Regions from separate parts of the Sus scrofa genome. Here all the other regions are linked to region 2. A link is a contact called in public Hi-C data. All regions are on one chromosome and are shown on one strand. The core of a region is the stretch at or near the end of the contact, and the rest is flanking DNA. Distances in the headings are between cores, read along the strand shown.

Evidence for each region. Hi-C and Micro-C count contacts between places; a contact is called where the count stands out from the background.
Region 1: a Hi-C map of mesenteric adipose tissue shows a contact between it and region 2, with 1.8 times the contacts expected there. The contact joins two enhancer-like sites. A contact is called at or near these places in 5 of 47 Hi-C or Micro-C datasets (epiblast stem cells, fetal heart ventricle, mesenteric adipose tissue and 2 more) and 2 of 2 datasets of contacts at active chromatin or transcription factors (alveolar macrophages and skeletal muscle).
Region 3: a contact with region 2 is called in a Hi-C map of epiblast stem cells, with 2.3 times the contacts expected there. The contact joins the promoter of LOC110261122 here to the enhancer-like site in region 2. A contact is called at or near these places in 2 of 5 promoter capture datasets (fetal liver and liver), 14 of 47 Hi-C or Micro-C datasets (blood, embryonic fibroblasts, epiblast stem cells and 9 more) and 2 of 2 datasets of contacts at active chromatin or transcription factors (alveolar macrophages and skeletal muscle).

Annotation. Positions count from the first base shown.
Region 1 is chr6:84,851,106-84,854,735 of Sscrofa11.1, reverse strand. It overlaps IFI6 (interferon alpha-inducible protein 6), which reads left to right. Exons shown (of 5, transcript XM_021095660.1): 5 at 1,705-1,954. The coding sequence ends at 1,811. Among named protein-coding and RNA genes, the nearest start is that of IFI6, 5.2 kb to the left of the region's middle. Within about 2 kb of position 1,820, at least 29 of the 83 cell types and tissues checked have an H3K27ac peak or open chromatin away from gene starts, as enhancers often do. A contact at or near this core is called in mesenteric adipose tissue, skeletal muscle and subcutaneous adipose tissue, where this site is marked.
Region 2 is chr6:84,632,972-84,636,547 of Sscrofa11.1, reverse strand. WASF2 (WAS protein family member 2) reads left to right here. Exons shown (of 9, transcript NM_001258444.1): 3 at 789-923; 4 at 1,447-1,600. Among named protein-coding and RNA genes, the nearest start is that of GPR3, 25 kb to the right of the region's middle. Within about 2 kb of position 1,372, at least 35 of the 83 cell types and tissues checked have an H3K27ac peak or open chromatin away from gene starts, as enhancers often do. A contact at or near this core is called in epiblast stem cells, fetal skeletal muscle, mesenteric adipose tissue and 2 more, where this site is marked.
Region 3 is chr6:84,800,813-84,804,316 of Sscrofa11.1, reverse strand. It overlaps LOC110261122 (ankyrin repeat domain-containing protein 34A-like), which reads left to right and starts at 1,810. Exons shown (of 4, transcript XM_021095643.1): 1 at 1,810-1,845; 2 at 2,526-2,623. The coding sequence starts at 1,830.

The DNA.
Region 1 (3,630 bases), core at 571-3,070, 220 kb before region 2:
GCACCATAATGGGATTCAAACCCAGGCAGCCTGCCTTCTGTGTTTTCAGCTCCTAAAGTTGGGTGCCTGGCTAATGCTTTGGCCAAGTCCCAATCCTCATTTTCCTCTTGTGTTAACCAGGATAACCATCCTCAAGCTAACTTTTTTTTTTTTTTTTTTTTTGTCTTTTTGCCTTTTCTAGCGCCGCTCCTGCAACATATGGAGATTCCCAGGCTAGGTGTCTAATCGGAGTTGTTAGCCACAGCCACAGCAATGCCAGATCTGAGCATCGTCTGTGACATATACCACAGCTCACGGCAATGCCGGATCCTTAACCCACTGAGCAAGGCCAGGGATCGAACCCACAACCTCATGGTTCCTAGTGGGATTCGTTAACCACTGCGCCACGAGGGGAACTCCCTCAAGCTAACATTTTAGGAATCTTCTCAACCTCAGAGACCCAGAGTGGCAAAGAAATGTGGTGAAGCAACCCAATTCAATCTCACACTAAGTCTGGTCTTGCATTTTCTTGAACATCATGAAGGAGACAGATACAGAGCACAGAATGGTGCTTCCAGAAAACATGCATTCATTTCCCCCCTCCTGCTCCCTCTCCCTCTCTCTGAGGCCTCCAAAATCTTAGAGAAAAACTACCCCTGCCAAACTGCCCCTCTGCCTTTCTGAATGCTTCATCTTCTCTCTGAATCACAAAACCCCAAAGAATAAGCCCCAAAGGAAGACAAAGCCCTTCTCAGAGAGGGCAGAGTCAGCAGTGGGAGGCGAAGGATGAAGGCCAAGCTAGAAACAGTCCTGTGCTATGAGATAGTTATCCTCTCACATGTCACAGGGTTGGTACAAGGACGAAATATCTTGCTTGCAACCCCCCAGCACCCACAGGGAGGTCTCCATAAAGGAGGCTGTTAGCATTGCTAATAACGCAGTGCGGACAGGAAGAGAATGAGCTCTTATTTTTTTCCTTCTTTTCTTTCTTTCCTCCTTCCTTCTTTCTTCCTTCCTTCCTCCAGCACCTGCAGTGTATGGAGATTCCCAGGCTAGGAGTCAAAATGGAGCCCAGCTGCTGGCCTACATCACACCTCTGGATCCGAGCCACATCTGCAGGCAACTCCAGATCCTTAACCCACTGAGCGAGGTCAGGGAATGAACCCTCATCCTCACAGCCACATGTTGGGTCCTCAACCTGCTGAGCCGCTGGGAACTCTGTGTCTTTTTCATCTCTAAAAAGGAGTTCCCATCGCGGCACAGTGGTTAACAAATCCAACTAGGAACCATGAGGTTGTAGGTTCGATCCCTGGCCTTGCTCAGTGGGTTAAGGATCCGGCATTGCTGTGAGCTGGAGTGTAGGTTGCAAATGTGGCTCGGATCCCACATTGCTGTGGCTCTGGCATAGGCTGGCAACTACAGCTCCGATTAGACCCCTAGCCTGGGAACCTCTATATGCTGCTGGAGAGGCCCTGGAAAAAGCAAAAAGACAAAAAAATAAATAAAAAATAAAAATAAAAAAGCAGCTCTGATTTGAGAAGGCAAGTTAGTGGGGGCAGGGGTTCAGCGGTGAGGAGTAGGACTCCCTTTGCAGAAGGCTTCTCCCCTCTAGGGCCTCTCTTTCTCTATCTGGAAATGAAAAGTTTGAACTTAATATTTCCAGACCCTTGGATTCTCAGGCCTGGTGCCTGGACCCCAAGTGACCTGGCTGCATTTGTTTTACAGGGGCTGGCGGTGGCAGTGCCCTCATGGGCAAAGTTGGGGCCTTTCTGGGCTATACTGTCAGCAAGCAACTCGAAAGCAGAGGGGAGAAGACAGAGGATGAGCAGTAGCCAGCGGCTCCCTGGAAGCCCCTCCCTCCCCGTGCTCCTCCTCCTTTTTCCAGCTGTGGTTGAGCTTCCTCTGTCATACTTGGCAATGATCTAGGTCAAAAAACAAAACCAAGCAAAACAGAATAAACTTCTCTCAGAAAACACTCTGTCCTGCTGGGAGTCGCCTTTGCTATGAGAAGCCCAACGAGATCTGGCTCTGGTCTGCCTCCTCCACACTCCCGACCCCGCTTTCCCCCTAAAGCGCATCATACCTCCTGGAGCACAACCAGCTGATCTGGTCTCTGGGCCTTGGTGTGTTTGGTGCTCCAGGCCTCGAATGTCCTTAAGGACGCGCATAACCCAGCTCAGAGATCCCCTCCTCCTCCTGCCTCCCCCCCACACCCCGTCCCAGCATGAACGCTCAGGCTCCATTTCACAGGGGGCCTATTCTTGGTGATAGAAGCTTCCAGCTACTTCTCTGATTAGGCAGAGATGGAGAAGCCAGCTCTCTGTTCTCTGAAGAAGCACTCAAGTAGCCTCCCTCAGATGGAGAATATAAGGCCAGGTCTTTGCTTTGGGGAAAGCGTGTAATGGCAGCTTTGAGGGGACATGGCACAGCCTCCCTGCCCTTAGACAATTCTGGGGGCAGCGTGGACAGTTTGCCTCTGGAGCCTGCACGCCTTCTGAGGGGGAAGAGAAGGCCTACCCAAGCCCCTGGTAGGACCTGAGCTTTGGGAGGCCTGGCCAGTGAAGCAGAGGGCCAGGACCTTGGCGGGGGAAGGGCAAAGAGGCCCTGGAAGTCATTTGGCGGTAACATCAGCCTGGTTCTAGTCCTAGTGGAGAGAGAGTGAGACTCGTGCTGTGGTTCTGGTCTGTAAAGGGTGCGCCAGCCTCAATGCCAGTTTCCCAGGGAGTCTGCACCGGGGATGGGCTGCGTGTGAGCCACAAAAGCTGGTCACAAAAGGCCCAAGCCAGCTGTCCTCAGGCCCACTGCCCCCTAGTCCCACTTGTAATCCAGAATTTCTTCTTTGACGACAAATGTGGGAGGTGGAGGTGGGTAAGAGGCTCCATCCTGCTTTTGTTCCTGCCCCCGGGTCCAGATGGCAGTTGTGTGCCTCGGCTGACTTGCTGCAGGTCCCCAGAGAAGTGCTGTTTGTGGAAGCGGAGCACGGATGGTGGAGGCACCATCGGCACCTCGACCACTGTCTCCACAGCTTGGGTCCAAGAAGGGAAGCTGAGCTGTGTCCCCTGCCCTGACCATCACCATAGGACCTCAGCCGAGTCCTGCCTCACTTAGGGCCATCCACGGTGGGGCAGAGAGGCTCCTTCTGCCCTCAGAGGATGCGGGGTCTCAAGCAGCACTCTCTCCATGCCTAGTAATTGCACCCCAGCTTTTCTATAAAGTTGATATCCCAGAGGCAGAAATGTGAATCCCTCAGCTCCTTCGGGAAGGCACTACATCTAATTCATCTCCCCTCCCCAGCACCTGGCACAGGCCTGGCACACAGTAGGTGCTCAATGTATGTGGTAGACCTGAACCTGAGGTCAGTCCCCTCCCTTCAACCTGTCCCTTCATATTCCCCAAACTTCATGGAAAAGAGCAACTGGACCACTTGTTCTTTTCCTGGGGGACCCTTGATAATATCAGTCTGTCCCTGTCATGCAGACCTGGGAGAGAGGGACCTGAACCCTCTTTAACAGTGAGGTCAAGTACAACGCAGTGAGGTCAAGGGCCCTACCCTTCTAGTCAATATACTCTAGCACAGATGAGGCTGGGTTTTCAGTAAGGCAATGGGGCAAAGTAGTTAAGAATTTCCCTCTGGGAGTTCCCATTGTGGCT
Region 2 (3,576 bases), core at 123-2,622:
GTTTCTTTGGCTGCAGATTCTCCTTGCATTCCAGGGTTGAAAGTACAGAACTCTTTTCTTTTTCAAAAAAACAAGACATTGTGGAAAGAGACCACTGGTATGTTGTTTTTCAGGGAGAGCTTGAATGTTTCAGCTTTCCACTTGTTCCCTGAGATGTAGATTTGAAGGATTATAACCTAAAGCAAAGACTTTCAAAGTTACAGGTTATAAAAACATGAAATAACCTTTTAACCCCTGAGAAGAAATTATACGTCTCTATTATGAGTTGTTACTAAGTTAAAGACCTCCCCAAAATACAGTATCTCATCATGGTTGTTCAGCATACTTTTGGGGCTCCCTTGAGGATGTAATTTCTTATTTTTCATGTTAATTGTGAACATCTAGAAGGTCCTTTTAACTCCCAATCTGTTTTCCAGAACCATTTTTACAAGGTGCTTTTACAGAGCAGCAAAGGGCTAAGGCTATAGGCAAATGTGTAGGTGTACTATCCACGCTTCTAGGATTAGTTTTTTTGTTTTAAACTTTTGATTTTATTCCGCCTGCCTTGAGTTTTGTAACAGCCAGAGTTTGCCAGGAAGACTCTATTAGCTATAGAACACATGCAAACTGCCCAGGCTCTGGAGGGTATGTTTCTGTCTCCAAGGGCAAGCTCTGCATGTAGCCTGAACCATCTTAGGGGAGTGGGGGATGGTGTTTGGGAGGTGGGGAGTACATTCTTCAGTAACCAGTTTTTCTGACCATTTATGTCACTTTTATGCACCAGTGACTTGGTTTCTTTGCTCTCTCAGGTAAATATGCCGAGGACATTTTTGGAGAGCTCTTTACTCAGGCAAATACTTTTGCCTCTCGGGTAAGCTCCCTTGCTGAGAGGGTCGACCGCCTACAAGTTAAAGTCACTCAGCTGGATCCCAAGGAAGAAGAAGGTAAGGAAGCTGAGCTCAGCATTTGCAGGCTCTGCTGAGCAGTTGCTTACGATTTTTTTTTCCCCCTGATTTATAAAAAAGTGAGGGGAGAAATCATAGAAACCTATGGAGTTCTTCTTTGAAAAGATACAAGCCTAGGTGGTGTAAAGAAACCTTTGTGTCTCTACCATACCTCCACACACTCCCTTTCTCCCATTCCCCCAATTCCCTCTGTCTCAGATTCCCCTTCCCCCCCGTCGTATTTTGCTACCATAAAAGTACTTGGAAGATTCATTCCTCCTAAGGAGAGGTCTGCTAGAGCTGGCCACATAGTAAACCTTTGTGTTGCCTCATTTTGTTCAGTCGTGAAATGGCTGGGCTGCCGACAGCCTTGTGGGGCTTCCCCAGAAGAGGGGAAAAAAAACCAGGCTGCAGACAGCCGCAGCCAAGAAATGCAGCAGCTGAGGCCTCTCTGCCTGGTGTGACTCAGTGTTTGCTCAAATAGCCTGTCGTCCATTTTCTAATGCCTCCCATCTTCTTTCAGTGTCACTACAAGGAATCAACACCCGAAAGGCCTTCCGAAGCTCTACTGTTCAGGACCAGAAGCTTTTTGACAGAAATTCTCTCCCCATACCTGTCTTGGAAACATACAACACCTGTGATACTCCTCCACCTCTCAACAATCTTACCCCTTACAGGTAACCTGGCGAGCTCCTCCTTTTTTCGGACTGTGGTTAACAACACTAGCTTGTCTTTTTATTCAAAGATGTTGTTTCCAGCAGATTGTTGTATCGAAAAGCTTACTACCTACCCCAGAGTTGCTTGAGGCGGCAGAAGCTGAAATTTACCATATAAACAGTTATTGTTATTGTTTGGTTTCTGAAATTCATAGCAAATATAATATATATTGAAAGTTTGTTATAGCATCGCATGCTGCAGAGTTTAATTTGGTATAAGCCTGGTCCGTCTTGGATTCCATCCAAGGAATTTAGTTATTATAGAACCAAAAGGACTTTGTTACAAGGCAGTCCTATAGCATTCATCCCAGGGGCAACATTCTAGCAGGGCTCCCACTTACTCTGAAACCACTAGATTACCAGATGTTTGGGCGTGTTAGTGGGGCCAGCCTTGTGGACTGGCTGCTCTGGGCCCTGAGGGTCCTTCCAGAGCTTAAGGAGTAATTGGCATTCTTCCAAATGAGTGTCGCTCACTTTGTTTTGAACATCCTTTCAACATTCCCCTCAGAAAAGACCTACAGTGCTGTGGCTGGACTTGAAAAGGGTAGCCTTATAGACAGCTCGCTGCCCCTCCCCTCTGTGGTCTGGTCGTGTTATCATCCTGCGAAAAACCACCACGCAGGGGCAGAAAGCGAATATTTATCTTGCTCACATCCATAAATATCTTTGGAACAGGTAAAAGTAATTACAGATAGCTGGAGGCAGATGTCTTCTGTAAGACACGGGTGTACTGCAGAGTAGAACGTGTGTGTGTGTGTGTGTGTGAAATTCAAGGACACCTGCCTGATCCAGAGATCGGGCATAGGAGCATGGTTGCTTCTCACACAGATACAGAAAAAGTACATGGCATCTCTCCTATAAGATTGTTGCCGTGTGAAATTATGTTTGCCCCTTGGCTCTCGAAGGGGCAGCTGACATAGCAGGGCAGGGATTTGACTCTGTAGCCTCCATCGTTTGCTCTGGTTAGATCAGGGCAGAGGGGTTGGAGGACAGGAAGGGACTATACACCTGACAGTATTGAAGGGAGGGTGATAAGACAAGTTTATTTTCAGTTAATTTCAGGTATTTTCCTTATTAGCATCCTCCTCTTAATTTCCTTGATTTGCCCTAACAGACATGAGGAGTGGTGTGGCCAACTCCAAACAAGAGGTAATATAAAAGTCGCTAGTGCTTGGTTAGGAAATGTTTTCTGAGTGTTGTGATAGGATTGGAGGTCAGGGAAGAATGACCTTTACAATTCTTTTTAGTTCAGGGTAGTGTTAAAATAAATGTCCACCCCAAGCACATGTTCTCTGGAAAGTGAGAGAGACCTAGCCATCCCAAAGTGCGGAGTCATTGAGGGGTCATTGAGTCTGGCAGACAGCCCTTATAGTGACACTCAGTAGCTCACTCTGTGCTTCTGTCACAGCCACTAAGAGGTGGTAATTAAATCTTAGGGTCATAAAACAGCTGGCCATCTTTTCTCACTGGGGCCCCCTGGTGGTTGGGGTGGAGGTAGGGGTGAATGCTGAGCTATTCTGGAAGGGAGCAAGTAGGTGGAGTGCTTTGGTTACCAGTATTTGTAGAAGAATAGCAGCTGCACAGATATGCACATTCATATGTGTATATACACACATTATGTACACATGTGAACTTGCACATGCGTGCACGGGTTTGGGTGGGTGGGAACCACTAATGCTTCCTAGAGAGTTCTGGGCAGTTAATGGGAGGAGGGGAACCAGTGGCAGAAATCCCGTCTGATGTGCTAAGGGATCAAAATGTCCTCAGGGAGAGGTCTGTGGCCATGGAGATCATTAGAAATAATCAGGATCCCTGCTGCTTTAGCCCATTCTTGCCCTGACCATGCAAATTCCTCTACCAGGAATTGAAAGTAAGGCTAAAGTTCTTAAAAAACCAGATAAGTAAAGAGGTGCCATGCCATTCAGGGGCACTGGAAT
Region 3 (3,504 bases), core at 561-3,060, 170 kb before region 2:
CCTCACGATTGTTCCCATTCAATGAAGAAATCTTTGAACCCAGGGCTTGCCTGCAAGGAGAAGCAGCTCCTAAGTGGGGGCCTCTGCTGCTGGCCATGCCAGGCCCATAAAGCCAGATCAATCGGTGTTCTATGTAGAGTCCTAGACCATTCCCATTGCTGCTGTGCCCCCCCCCTTGTTCCTGCAAAAGGCCAATAGAAAATGTCCCCCAGGTTCTCTTTTGTCCTCTGAGAGTTTCAGACTGTCCTAGAGGAGGGGCTTGGGAGGTGTGGAGGTGAAGGGAAGGTGGTGGCAGGGAGCTGCAGTTGGCACAATGACACCACCTGCCTTTGTCACACACTGGCCATCACCTCGCATCACCCTGCAGGGCCAAAGGAAGAGTCAGAAACAGGTGGGCCAAGGACAAAGGCACTGCTGAAGGAACTTCAGACATGGGGCAAGACAGAAACAGCCAGCAGACACTGGGCAAAGGACTGTCAGACACACAGATGAAGTGTGTGTAGTGCAGAAATGGGACCAGCACAGGACCAGTCAGGGCCGGTGTTGGTAGACACTGAGGACAGGACAGTGACCATGCATTATTCATATCCTTGTCCCCTGTGAGCCTTGCACACCTCAGTTAACATTGGTTGAATTGAGGTGCCAAAGGAGGACACACAGGCACTGAGAGAGAAGGTCAGATGGAGACCTGGGGAGTCACAGCTCCCTGCCATGGCCCAGAGGGTAAGCAGTGGGCTTTGCAATCAAACACACCCTGGTCTGGCTGGGCTCTCCCACTTCTTCAGTGCCCTCATCTCTAAAATGGAAATGATAACAGTACCATTTTGCCAGGTCTTTGCAGGACTCAAGGGCCCTGCCGTGTGCAATAAATGGCAGCAGCAGTTCTTCCTGAGCTGTCCAGCTACTTCCCCTTGGTAACCAGGCCCTGGCAGTGCACATTCCCATCTGTGGGGATAGGCCAGGCAGGGGGCCAGGAGCCAGGGGCTGGATAACAGATGTGACCTGAAGAGGAGGTAGGTGAAAGTGCTGAGTCCAGCCCCCTGGGCACAGCAGGAGCTCTGAACTGTTGAATCTGAATTTTGTTTCCTGACACAAGGAAAAAACTCAGTCGAATTTAGGGAGGCAAAGCCCGTGTGTGTGTGCATGCGTGTGTGTGTGTGTGTGTGTGTGTGTGTGTGTGTTCTGTGGATTGGTGTGTGTATGTGTGTTCTGTGGATCATCCAGGACTTTTGTGCCCTTGCCGCCCTTGGACTGCCAGAAAGACTGGGCTTTGGTGGGCGGCGCTAAACCCAGAGCTCAGAACTTGAGTTCATGTCACTGAGGAGGAGATGCTGGTGGGCTTTGAGGTTTCTGAAGCAGGTCTCTCGCCATAAACCTTTGCGCTTGACTCAATAGGAAATCTTTTCAGAAAGGAAGAACGCCCCCAAATTCAGGGAGCTGGCCCTCTCCTCTCTCTTCTTCCCCTCCCATTTAATTGGGACGCCCCAGAAAGTCGCAGGCCCTTTAGCTAATCCCTCGATTCCCCATTCTACGCTCATTCTATTCGCAGACCCCGCCCCTTCGCTGCCGCCCGCAACCTCCGCTCGAGCCAGAGCCCCTGCGGGGGACGAGGCACGCGGGAAATGTTCCCAACCATTGAGGAAGACCAGCAGCCCTTGGTAAAAGAGAACATGCCCCCGCGGGAGGGGCCCAGGCGCTGTGTCCCTCTGGGGTCCCGGCCGCGCCGTCGGAGCAGCGGGCGCCGCCCCGCCCGCCTCGCGCGCCGAGCGGCCGAGGCGGGGACTACAAGTCCCGGCGTGCCGCGCGCGCGCTCCCCCCTGGGGTTCCGGATGGTGAGCGGCGAAGGTAAGGCGAGCTCGCAGAGGCAGCGGCGGCGGCGGCGGAGACGGAGAGAGGCAGGCAGGCAGGGCGAGGGCGAGAGACGGAGGGAGGGAGCGAGCGAGCGAGGCAGACCAGACAGACAGACAGGCGGGCGGGCGGGCGGGCAGAGCGAGCCACCCGCCAGGCTGCGCTCAGCCCCGCTCGCAGCGGAGAGAGCAGAAGGCAGGAGGAGGGAGGGGAGGAGGGGGAGGGAGGGAGAGAGGGAATCCAGCTACCACCACCCAAAGCCAGCGTCTGCTTTCTGTCCTCATTTCCTTTTCCCACCCAGCTCTGAGAGCAGAGAAAGGCAGAGGGAGCGAGAGATAGAGACAGTCAGACAGACAGACAGACAGCCGGAGAGAGCGGGAGGGAGGAGGGCGGAGGAGAGGAGCAGGAGCAGGAGGAGGACTACGCGGGGCGCGTTCCCTCCCAGGTTTGCAATTGGGGGAGTGGGGGCGGGGGTGTCCAGGGCTGTGAGAGTGTGTGCACGGTGGGGGGAGCGAGGGGGGCGCAGAGAGAGCGAAGGAGTGATCGAGGTGGGGGGCGCCGCGGGAGCGGGGGGCCGTGTCCAGCGGAGTTAGCGGCGGAGAATGTGAGCCGAGGCGCGAGCCATGCTGTCAGCAACGGCGGGCGGCTCAGGGCTCCTCCACGACTCCTCTCCCCAGCAGCCGGGCGCCCGCGTCGCCGCCGCCGCCGGAAGACAGACGCCCCCCAAAGCCCTTCGCCTGGCTCGGACCCACGGAGCCGGCAGACCAGCACTCCGGTGAGTGGCGCCTCCTCCCCACCCTAGACCCCCGCTGGGGACCGTCCGGCCGGGCTCTTTTGTGCAGCGCACCGGGGGGGCCCCGCGCCCCCTCTGCGTGCCCCGGTCCGGTCCGCCGGACCCCGTGGCTGCGGTGCCCGCGGTGCGATCGGTCTTTGTTTCCACCGGGGCCCGCGGCTCGGCTGGGCTCGGCTCGAAGCCTGGCAGGCAGCGCCGGGAAGGGGGAGGGGGAGGTGGACGAGAAGGGGGGGCAGGGAGGGGGGGTTCTCGGGTTTCCTGGCCGCCCCGCGGCTCCCCCGGCTCGGGGGCGAGGTGCGCGCCCAGCGCTGCCGCGCGCCCCCTCCTCCTCCCCCTCCCTCCGTCTTTGGATTTAAAACTGCAATTTGCTCTCCAGCTTGCTGAGAATGGGGCGGGGGGGGGAATGAAGGGGGGACCGTGGGAGCGGAGAACAAGGCTGGATTTTAGGAACCGCGCTGGGAAAGGGGGAGACTGCGGAGGGAGGAGCACCTCCCCTCCAACCCCCAAATCCCAAGGTTCCGTTGGTGCTCTGGGAGTTGAGGGGCGGGGACCTAATGACCCGGAGGGGGTGTGGGGTGGAGGAGGGATTTGGGGGCGGCCGGGGCTGGAGGGGTTGGGCCGCGTGCCCGGTTACCTGGCGAACAAAGTCGGCTCACTTTTGCATAAATAAATAAATAATCGCCTATCAATGCGTTTCCTCTGAGGCTCTGATTGAATCGGCCCCCTCTTCCCCAGGGGGTGGGGTGCTGAGTGACAGCTGTCAGCCCCCTGGGCCGGTAGCAGAGGGTGAATTGCTGAATCCCTCTGCTTTCTGGCTAAGGGCGCCTTCCCCTGCTGGGTCCTGGTCCCCCGGCAGAGCCAGA